2 separate regions of the Mus musculus genome follow, and region 1 is linked to region 2. Evidence: chromatin contacts called from public Micro-C data. All regions are on one chromosome and are shown on one strand. The core of a region is the stretch at or near the end of the contact, and the rest is flanking DNA. Distances in the headings are between cores, read along the strand shown. Region 1 has its middle 19 kb from the start of Fis1. Region 2 has its middle 17 kb from the start of Ssc4d.

Evidence for each region. Hi-C and Micro-C count contacts between places; a contact is called where the count stands out from the background.
Region 1: a contact with region 2 is called in a Micro-C map of embryonic stem cells, with 2.8 times the contacts expected there. The contact joins two enhancer-like sites. A contact is called at or near these places in 4 of 484 Hi-C or Micro-C datasets (B cells and embryonic stem cells) and 1 of 115 datasets of contacts at active chromatin or transcription factors (embryonic stem cells).

What each region holds. Positions count from the first base shown.
Region 1 is chr5:136,939,755-136,945,872 of GRCm38.p6, forward strand. No RefSeq gene overlaps it. Among named protein-coding and RNA genes, the nearest start is that of Fis1, 19 kb to the right of the region's middle. Within about 2 kb of position 1,282, at least 13 of the 459 cell types and tissues checked have an H3K27ac peak or open chromatin away from gene starts, as enhancers often do. A contact at or near this core is called in embryonic stem cells, where this site is marked.
Region 2 is chr5:135,954,631-135,959,899 of GRCm38.p6, forward strand. No RefSeq gene overlaps it. Among named protein-coding and RNA genes, the nearest start is that of Ssc4d, 17 kb to the right of the region's middle. Within about 2 kb of position 3,096, at least 388 of the 459 cell types and tissues checked have an H3K27ac peak or open chromatin away from gene starts, as enhancers often do. A contact at or near this core is called in embryonic stem cells, where this site is marked.

The DNA.
Region 1 (6,118 bases), core at 32-2,531, 980 kb after region 2:
TTAAAGGCGTGCGCCACCACGCCCAGCTGTGTGTGTGTTTCTATGTGTGTCTGTGCATGTGCAGTGTGCTCAGGCGCTCCTTTCCCCTTCCCCAGTACCCTTTCTATCTTTGTATTCAGTCCCCCACAAAACTCAAACAAAAGTGGTTTCTCAGTTATGATTTATTTCAGTAGATACACTCAATGTAGACACAGCAGGGAGAGATATAAATAGCTGGAGGGTGCTGGGGTCAAGCACACACTTTCTTGTTTCAAGAGCAAACTACAGTGATTATATTGCTGTTATTATAAACAGATCTGAGATGTTTAAGCCTGTGAGTTTAGAGCCAAATAGGAAATTCATGGCTCTGAGTTTAACAATAGTTAGGGTGTTCTCAGTTATTTTAATTAGAAATGGCTGAGAGTAGTTAACAGAGAACAGTCTAAATTACTTTACGTAGATAGTTGGTTTTCGAAAACGTCCAAAGTCCACACAACGTGACATTTAATGTTATTTATTCATTTGTTGTTGAGACCAGTTCGTTCCTGACAGCTTTCCCTGTCTGTCTGGGATTCAAAGAAGAAACTGAGCATCTTTGAGTTACTCCAGTTGTGGCGAAACAGCCACTAGGCAAGAATTGCCTCATCATTTCATCTACAGCCATAATGCTGTCCAAAGTAAGGACACAGTTATAGGTTAGGACAGCTTGATTCTGCAGAGACAGAGTAGGCCAGTCCTTAATATTCCTATTTCTCTAGGTCTGTCAGATGACCCTGGCCAGTAGGCTGAAGACCGATGCTCCAACTGCTGAAGTAAGGGGCTGTCCAGGTGATCAGCAGTCTCTGTGGATTGGCTACGTTTTGGAAGCTGTTTTAGGCTTTCTATATATTTTCAGTTAATATCAGTCAGTCTTGGATTTCTGATGGGGTTGAGACCCTACATAGTCTCCTAGCCAAGCCAGGACAGTTCTGAGAGGATGGTTTTCAGATGGCATCCTATCTAAAGCTAAGACACAGCCAGATGTAGAATTATAAGGCTTTTAAGTAAGGATAGATGATAAGAGGTTCTGTTTAACTAACAAAGATGAAGGACTGGGTGTTTAGGTCTCTTGTACTTTATAAATTACAAAATAATGATAGTTATATTCAATTATATCTAAGATAAAATAGTCTTTTAATTGGACAGAAAGGGGGAAATGTTGTGGATAGCCCTGGGGCTAATCATATTTGATGTTAATTCTGTTCTCTGGTGAGTGGTTGGAACAAGGAATGAGTCAGCACCCAGGTGATTTCCAGTAAACCTGTTTCCCACCTTCATTTGTAAAATAAAGGAGAGCTGATGCTTGGGCAGATAAAAGGGAAGGTGGAGCAGAAGGTGGGAGGGAGAAGAAGGAGAAAATGGAAGGGGGAGAGGACGCAGAGGAGGAGGAGGAAGAAGGAGAAGATCGGAGCGGAAGCACATGGCCTGGAGATACCGCAAGTTCTAAGGGGTCTCATAGATGTGCAAGATGGTAGTGTAGCGGCAGATCTGCCCAGTCTAGGCGCACAGCTGTAATCACATGAACTGTTATGTGTTTTCTTTGCCGGGGCATATTTGGGAGGAGATTCACCGCTACAGAGGCTGGGTTGGGATGTCCTTGTCCTGGAAATCTCACGAGTCCTAAAGTCAAAATTCTCCACGGGAGTTGGGCCCGTGCCTGTTATGTGACCACCAAGCTCCCATACAAAGCCACAGGTGAGTACAGTGAATCTTCATGCCTACTTTTAAAATGCTGGGGGACTGAAGAGATGGTTCTCTGGGTAAGAGTGCTTGATGCAGGAGGATCCGAGTTCAAATCTCCAGAGCCCACATAAAACAGTCAAGGCCAAAAAATAAAAAAATAAAAAAAGCCCGGTGTGGTGGCGCACGCCTTTAATCCCAGCACTTGGGAGGCAGAGGCAGGCGGATTTCTGAATTCGAGGCCAACCTGGTCTGCAAAGTGAGTTCCAGGACAGCCAGGGCTACACAGAGAAACCCTGTCTCGAAAAACCAAAAACCAAAAAACAGTCAAGGCCACACTGTAACCCTGTGAGCTCAGGGCTGTGGAGGCAGAGTCAAATTCTGGGGCTTGTCAGGTGCCAGTCCAGCTCCAGATTCAGCGAGAGAGCCTGTCTCCAGGGCAAAAGGCTGAAGGTGATAGAGCAGGACCCTCTGCATTTGCAAATGTGGGTACGTACACATATGCACACACACAGAAAGGGCTAATGAGAAGCATCGGTGGGTAAGGGCACCTGTCACCAAGCCTGAGAGCCTGGCTCTGACCCCTGGGACCACATGGCAGAGGGAGGGACCCTGGTGCCTCCAAGTTGTCCTGTGACAACATGCAGAGTCAAACATAATCACATGCTCACACACAGCACACAGCACACATTTTAGAAAGTAAACCTGCCCTTGTTAGCTTTTTGTTACTTTGACAAAATGTCCGAGGTCTTCACCTAGAAGAGTGCATTCAAGCCCGGGTGTCGGCCCAGGCTCTGACTGCTTTGGGTCAAGGCAGAGGTCATTCATGTCAGGAAGCAGGTAGCAAACTAAGCTGCTCTCCTCCTCGAGTCTGGACCAGGGATGCTTGAAGTCTTTACAAGTCCGAAGTGATGGACTTCCTCCAACCAGGCCCCACCTCCAGACCCAAACCAGAGCTACCAGGACAGCCTAGTTCATCATTCTGTTAAATTCCTGTAGGTATGTTTGTTGTATGTGCTCGTGTGTGCAGTTGCATATGCCAATAAGGAGAGGACTTCGGCTGTCCCACCTTACTGCCTTGAGACAAGGTGTCACTACAGTACATGTGGGATCCCTTACGAAGTCCTGTCCCTCCACCACCCTGACCGTCCTGGGGTTACAGGCATGCAAACAGCCATGCTTAGCTTTTTACACCATGCTGGGAATTTGAACTAAGAGCCCCATGTTTGCAAAGCAAGCACTCTTGCCCACTGAACCATCTCTCCAGTCCTTAGTTCATCTTTTTCTGCCCCAGGGTTGCATGTAGCCCAGCTCAGGCTGGCCTCAAGCTATGTAGCCCAAATGAGCTCCTCATCCTCCTGCCTCCACCCCTCAGGGGCTCAGTCTACAGGTGTGCCCCTCAGTGCTGGTTTGCTGCCTGGTTCCTCTTGATTCTATTTTGGGCACAGAAAAGAACCTCTTACCAATCTCTCAGTGAGGATTCTAGTTCTCAGAATTTGACCAGGGGTCATTGCCATGGCTACGGAGATATGTGAAACTGTGCTTAAAAAAAAGAAAACCTTCTCTGTTAACTCTAGCCTCACACTCAAACAAAGGAAATCTCCAGGCCTGACAGCTTCATGGAGGGACTCTGCTCATATCTGAAGAAATATTAAAGGCCAAGCACAGTGGTGCAAAGCCACGATTCCAGGTCTCCAGAGGCAGGAGGATCGAGGCCAGCCCAAACTCTTTGAGAATCTCTTGAGATCTCAGAAGGAATTTTTTTTTTTTTTGAGATAGGGTTTTACTATGTAACTTTGGAACTCTCTATGTAGACCAGGCTTACCTCAGACTCACAGAGACCTGCCTGCCTCTGTCTCCTAAGTATAGAGTTCTCTCGAAATGAACATATAAAAGGTCTGGGGAGTTGGCCTCTGGAACAGGATGCACGCATTATTTAATATGTGTACAGTTCAACCCACAGCACTGAAGAGCTAAAACATGCCGAGCCAGCATAGCAATGCAAGTGGACCACAGCCCAGCTGCGGGTTCTCACCTAGCCTGGAGGAAACTCTGGGCTCCATCCCACCTGGTGCTCCAGATGTGGAGCCAGAGGATGGGAGAGTTAAAGGCCATCATGAAACTACTTAGTAAGACAAGGCCAGCAGCTCCTGCCTCTGCAGCATGCCTGCTGTGAGGACTGTTACCTGAGACCATGAGCCAGATTAACCTGGCTCCCCTGAGTGGCCTTTTGTTGTTGTTGTTGTTGTGGGGGGGGGGTGTTTGTTTTTGTTTTCTTTGGGGGGGGCTGGGAGTTGGAGACAGGGTCTCTGATGGTGCTCTAGCTGGCCTAGAATTTCTTATGTAGACCAGGCTGGGCTCAAACTCACAGAGATCCTCCTGCCTCTACCCACCTTGTGGTAGGTTTAAAGGCATGCAGCACCACAATAAGCTTGTCAGGGCATTTTTATCACAGAGCCAGATGACAATCCCACAAGGGCTCTCAGTGGTCACCTGCCTAGAATCCCCCAGGAGAGACTGGGAGCATGGCTCAGTGGTAGAGCCCCTGCCTAGAATCCCCCAGGGAGGGGCTGGGGGCGTGGCTCGGTGGTAGAGTCTCTGCCTAGAATCCCCCAGTGAGGGGCTGGAGGTGTGGCTCTCTGCCTAGAATCCCCCAGTGAGGGGCTGGGGGCATGGCTCAGTAGTAACACACCAGCGTAGTTTGGCCTAATTGGTGAGCTCTAGGCCAGGGAGAGACCCTGTTTCAAAGGTGGTAGATGTTGTTCTTAAAGATGATACCAGCCAGGCGTGGTGACGCACGCCTTTAATCCCAGCACTCGGGAGGCAGAGGCAGGCTGATTTCTGAGTTCGAGGCCAGCCTGGTCTACAAAGTGAGTTCCAGGACAGCCAGGGCTACACAGAGAAACCCTGTCTCGAAAAAAACCACTTTGGGGGTCTAGCAAGGTGGCTCATTGGTTAAGAGCACATACTTCTTTTTCAAAGGCCCTGAACTGGGATCCTAGCACCCACACTAGTGGCTTACAACCACCTGTAACTCCCACTCTGGGGTGAAACAGCACTATCCTCCAGTTTCTGTGGGCACTTGTGCTCCTGTGCACACATATAACTTTTCTTAGGAGATCTGTAGCTTAGATGACGTCCCTATGTCCCAGGTAGCTCGAAGGAGGACACCTGCTGTGTGAGAGGCTGAGGTCTCTGGGTGATCAGCACCCTAAGGACTGAAGCCAAGGGACCCATTGCCAGGCCAGCCCAGGCTATGCAGCAAGAGCTCACAGCAAGAGGCAAGAGCCTGCAAGATGCCTTAGCAGGTAAACGTGCCAGCCATCATGCCTGGTGACCTGAGTTTGATCCCCCAGACCTACAGAGAGAAAAGACTCCTACAAATTGTTCTCTGACCTCCATCCTTATATGCTAGCACATGCACACGTGCCTCTTTCCAACCACCCACCCACACAATAAAACAGAATAAAGGAAGAATGGAGGGAGGGGGCGATGAGTAGGGGTGAGGGCAGAAAGAAAATCCTAAATATAGTCTATTATCAGGTTCCACAATTAGGACTTCACTCTGACTTTGGGGATAGAAGGTGGGACACCATTCTGCCCGTAACACATATAAAGCTCAGGGTTTTGTTCCGTATTGAACAAAAACCTTCTAAATATATAGTAGCAGGGGGTGGGGAGCCTCATCTAATGAGACACGTCTTCGCAATTTTCCATTGCCTTCATCCCATCTTCAGCTGGTTAAATCAATAAAAGTCTCTGCAGTTTAAAAATACTTGAACAACTTTGACACTGGAGAACACTCGGTGCTTAGACTCGCTCTGCTTGATGGGATCTCATTTTCCAGAGGAAGCAGCCTCCGCTTAGCTCTTAGTCATCGCTGGCCTTCGAGAACATCCTCCTCAGCACCTGAATGCTCCCCAGGGTTTGGGGCGGCTGGGGCGTTTGGGGTAACGGCTATGTTAGCTTTCCTCCCCATAAGTGATGGGCTCCCCAATTTTACTTCAAAACAAAACCAAAGCCAGAAGCCGCTGAGTTTGCATTACAGTGACTTTTCCCCTCCCCCGCAAGACAAGGTCTCGGGTCTCTCTGTGTCGCCCTGGCTGTCCTGGAACTCACTCTGTTGACCAGGCTGACCTCGAACTCAGATCCGTCAGCCTCTGCCTCCCAAGTGCTGGGATTAAAGGCGTGCGCCATCCCTGCCTGGCTACAGAGACTTTTCTTTTTCTAAGGTTTATTTGTGGAGTGTGTGTGTTTAAGAGGCCAGAAAAGAGAAGCAAATCTCCTAGAACTGCAGTTATGGTGGTTGTGAACCACCCAACAGGGGCAGGCACATGATGCACAGACACAGGAGGCAGAGGCAGTGGAGTTCTGTGAGTTAAACTACAAAGTGGGTTCCGGGACAGTCAAGGCTATTACA
Region 2 (5,269 bases), core at 1,846-4,345:
TCGTGTGTGGTGGCCCAGGCATGCTTGCATCCATACATGAACATTATACACACATACACAGAACAATAAGAAATAGAAAATAGTAATTAAGCCGGGCGTGGTGGCGCACGCCTTTAATCCCAGCACTCAGGAGGCAGAGGCAGGCGGATTTCTGAGTTCGAGGCCAGCCTGGTCTACAAAGTGAGCTCCAGGACAGCCAGGGCTATACAGAGAAACCCTGTCTCGAAAAAACCAAAAAAAAAAAAAAAAAAAAAAAAAAAAGTAATTAATCTTGTTTTCTCTTGGTAACAGAAAGTTACCTAGCAGACATGAGGAATTCATCTTCCTAGGGCTTTATTTTGTTTATTTGAGACAGGGTCTTATGAAGCCCAGGTTAGCCTTGAACTTGCTCTATAGGAGAATCCTCCTGAGTCTACCTGCTACATGCTCTGATTACAGGTGTCTGCTACCACACACAGTTTATGCAGGGCTAGGAATCAAACTCAGGGCCTCATGCATGCTAGGCAAGCACTTTACCAACTGGGCTACATCCCAGGCCAGGTTTTCTGGTCCTCCCTCCCCCCACTCCCCCAGAAAGGGCTTCACTATGTAGCTGTGGCTTGGAACTCAATAGTGATCCACTTGCCTCTGCCTCCAAAGTACTGGTATTTCCCATTTGATTTTAGTGTATGCATGGATGCGAGTGTGAGTGCGTGCAAACGTGTGCATGAAGAACTTAGAGGATAACTTTCTAAAAAGGCCAGTTCTTGCCTACTTTTAGGTAATTTGGAGAATTGAAGTCAGGTTGTCAGGCTGTTTCAAGCAATTACTTTTACCTGTGAGCTTCATCACTGGCCCAAGGCACTGTTTTTGTTTTGTTTTGTTTTGTTTTTGAGACAGGGTTTCTCTGTGTAGCCCTGGCTGTCCTGGAGCTCACACTGTAGAACAGGCTGGCCTCGAACTAAGAAATTCACCTGCCTCTGCCTCTTGAATGCTGGGAGTAAAGGCGTGCACCACCAAGCCTGGACCTGGTTTTTTTAAGGTAGAGGCAACTTTGACTTTCCAAGTGAATGGCCACGTGGATGGAATAAGCTATCTATCCCATGAAAAGGGTTCCCTGAGCTGACTGCTGCTAACCTCGCAGGGACCCAGACTTGTCTAACTCATGCAGGGATCTTGAGACAGAAAATTGACTATGGTGGCAGACAGCAGGTGCCTCGTTGACTACAGCTTCTTCATCAGGCCTTCCTATCCAGCGAAAAGGAAGCCAATGACAGTGCAAAAGACTCAAGTCCCTATTGCTCTGTAGCTCACAGTGGGGCAGGTCAATCCTGGCTCTCTGCATGTTTCTCCATCTGCCCAGATTGAGTTATGTCAAACTTGCTCTGGTCTGGCAGGGCCAATCTTTTTTTTTTTTTTTTGTTTCTTTTTTTTTTTTTTTCTCGAGACAGGGTTTCTCTGTATAGCTCTGGCTGTCCTGGAACTCACTCTGTAGACCAGGCTGGCCTCGAATTCAGAAATCTGCCTGCCTCTGCCTACCAAGTGCTGGGATTAAAGGCATGTGCCACCATGCCTGGCTGGCAGGGCCAATCTTAAGACGACAGACACTCGGTCAGGGTGATGCTACACATAGAATTTGCTGTGGTACAGCAGGCTGTGTTAAAATCCTCAGTCTAACCCACCTGAGGTAGCTCACATCTATAAAACCAGCCACTGGGAAGATGATGGGGGTGGAAACTGCTTGAGGTCAGCCTGGACTGAAGTGTGAGATCCTGTCTCTGAGGCAAGGGAGTTCAGAAGTCTGCGTTCATTTCTGGCTACACAACACATTTCAGGGCAGCATAGGCTACATTGTCTTGTTTCAAAACAAAACCACAACCACAACACCCCTCAGTTTATTGTTCATGTTTGCCAGAGGTGGGGAACCTTTTCCAATTCTTTAATTGGTTTGTTTTTGAGACCATGTCTTATGTAGCATAGGCTGGCCTTGGATTAGCTGTATAATTGAGGGTGACCATCTGTCTCCACCCCTGGGACTTTAGGCATGTGACAGCCACCACACTGAGGTTTGTTTTCTTCCCTTTTTAGAAATCTATTTTCTTTTTGTAGTTGCTGATTTAAAAAAAAAAAAAGACATTTTAATTGTGTGTGTGTGTGGCCACATGGCCTCACCTTTACCTGTGGAACCCTTTCGCTGACCCAAACTGAGTTGGGGACTGAACCTTGGACTTTCTGAATGCTTGGACAGAGCTCTACCAGCTGAGTTACACACCAGCCTCCTTAATCTTGATTTATTTTAGATGTTTTTTACCCCATAGTGCCACCACACCCTATTCCAATTCTGGTTTTATTGTGAACCGGTTTTACAATTTCAACAGTCCTTTGTGGGTTAAATGTCCTCTGTGAAAGCGTCGCATGCCTTTCATCTCAGCAAGCAGGTCTTTGAGTTTGAGGCCTGCCTGGTCTACAGACTGAGTTCCATCCAGGGCAGCCAGCGTCATACAGAAAAACTGTTTCGAAAAAAACAAAACCAACCAAATGGTCTTTTATGAAAATATCAGTAGCTTTAGGATATAGCTCAGTTGGTCGAGCGTTTGCCTAGCGTAAGTGAAGTCCTGGGTTCCTCAGAATTGCATAAATGAGCAGGGGTGGCACGCACCTGTAACCCCAGTTGGGTGGGCAGAGGAAGAAATAAAATTAAAAAAACTCAAAGTCACCTTTGGCAAGCCACCCTGAACTGCATGAGACCTTGACTAAAGCATTTTTAAAAGGGGTGAGGGGGTGGGGTGGTGAGGAGAGAAGCAGCCTTGTGGCGCAGAGGTTGTTGTTGGTAAATACTCTTTGTAATCCGCAAAGGTCCGCGGGGACTGAAAATGTCGCCTAAACTACAGTGTCTTGGGAATGGTTGACCTTCCTTCCCTTGTATGGGCTGTACCGGGGACTCAATTCCTTTGTCAGACCAAACCTAGAACTCTGCACAAAAAAAAAAAAAAGACCCGCCCCGAGGCATGGAAAGGTCTCGAAGAGCGTGGCCCCGCCCCTGCCCCACCTAACCAGCAACCTTCCGTTTGCTGCGACTGGCTGAACCAGTTTCAAAGCTACCCAATCAAAATCCTTCAGTAAGATAGAGGCGTGGCTTCAGTTCCGACCCAGGGCGGGCTCTCCTCTGAGCTCCTGCGGTGACTCAGCAGGAAGGCGTGAGTTATTGGGGCCCGGAAGGGCAGGGCTACGTCACGTCCTACCCTGTCCGCCCCGGCCGTCGAGGCTTACGGGGCTCCAGTGGGAATCCCAACACCTGGACTCTGTTGGTTTTGTTTTGTTTTGATGACCCAGAAAAACCCTGGACCTTTCACTGATCTTTTGTTTCCTCCGTTTGCACAGTGGTTAAGAACACTTCCCGGAGCAGTGCCTGAGTGGGAAGACCCTGGAAGTTTGGAGTTTGACCTTACAGGAAGTCAATCCCAGTTGCCTCGTTTTTTTTTTTTTTTTTTTTTTCCCCTCTTCTCTTTTTGCTAATCCATCAATCCTCAAGGTTTGGCTCCCATTCGAGTTGTCAGGCAGGTGTGACAACAAATACACAAGGGAGGCTAGCCTGCTGCACTTCGAAAAACTCACCAGAACTTAAAGTCATCCTCAGGAACGTAGAGACCAGGACATAGGGTCCGGACGATGGTATAGATGATGAGGGGCCAAGCTGGCGTGATGGCTCAGCAGGTATCAAGAATCTGGTACCCGCATGGAAGGAAAGAATTCCTGTGACATGTACCACACATGTACTCAAACATGCATGCATTAGCCTTTTTTTTTTTTAAAGTAAGAGGGGCCTAGAGAGCTGGCCCAGCAGTTAGGGCACTTGCTCTTGCAGAGCCCCTGAGCTCAGTTCCCAGCACCCACGTGGTGTGGTTTACAACCATCATAACTCCACTACCAGGGGCTCCAACGCTTTGTGACTGTGGTGAACACAGGGTATACACGTGGGCAACATTCAGCCATGTATGAAAACATTTATACACAGATGCAGAGGTGTTTCAGTGGGTAAGAGCAATCATTGTACAAAGTTGGGGACCCAAGTGGGGATTCCAGCACCCAGGAGTAAAACCTGAGTGGCCAGGAATGCCTATAACTCTGGTACTACGGAGGGCAGAGACTGGATGACTTCCGGAGCTTGCTATCCTTTAGCCTAACTCAGCATTTGAGGAGAAAGCCTGCACCCAGGGGATCTGCGTGTGATAGAACTGGACGCCCTGTATCATCATCATCACCATCACTACACACAGGCACACTCAGTAATAAATCTTTGCGGGGTGGGGGTGGGGGGTAGGGAACCAGAATTGGAGTTTGTAGCTGTGGCTCAGTGGTCGAGTACTTGCCTTCCATGATTTAGGTCCTAGGTGGGTTTTGTTTTTTTGTTTTTAAATATTTATTTATTTATTATATGTAAGCACACTGTAGCTGTCTTCAGACACTCCAGAAGAGGGCATCAGATTGTTGTTATGGATGGTTGTGAGCCACCATGTGGTTGCTGGGATTTAAACTTAGGACCTTTGGAAGAGCAGTCTGTGCTCTTAACCACTGAGCCATCTCACCAGCCTAGGTTTAATCCCCAGTCCTACCACAGCAAAACAAAGCAATCAAACCAACCCAAGCAAGCAGGAATGGAGTCTAAAGGAAGCATCAGAGAACAGCAAAGGCATAAAGAGGGCAGCAATGAATGAGAACAAAATATAACAACTCACACATGAAAATGGATGCCAGCTCTCAGGAGGCAGAGGCAGGCAGACCTCTGAATTTAAGATTAGCATGGTCTATAGACTGGGTTACAGGAAAGCCGGGGCTATACAGCAAACAAACAAACAAAACCAACCTGTCTTGAAAAACTAAAACAAAAAGCAAACAAAACTAATATAGAAATTCATAGGCAGAGAAAGTGGAGAGGGTAGTGTGGCCTTTCTAGAAGTTCAGGCTGCTTTAAACTCCTAATCCACCTGCTTAAGCATGTACGTGCTGAATTACAGATCTTTGCCACCACTAATTCAGGCAGGGTCTCCCAGCAACCCCTACCCCCAGGTATCTAGTAGTCTAAGCTGGCCTTGAATGGTTATGTAGTTGAGGATAGCTTTGAACTCCTGATCTTCATTCCTGTGATCCCTTTAAAGAGGGAATATCACAGGTTGACCAGAGGAGGGTTGTTTTGTTTTGTTTTTTTCCGTTTTTCTGCCATTTTATTTTCTGGGCCTATTCAGTCAGCTTCTCTCACTCTGCAGCTCTGGCTGGCCTGGAACCCCACCCC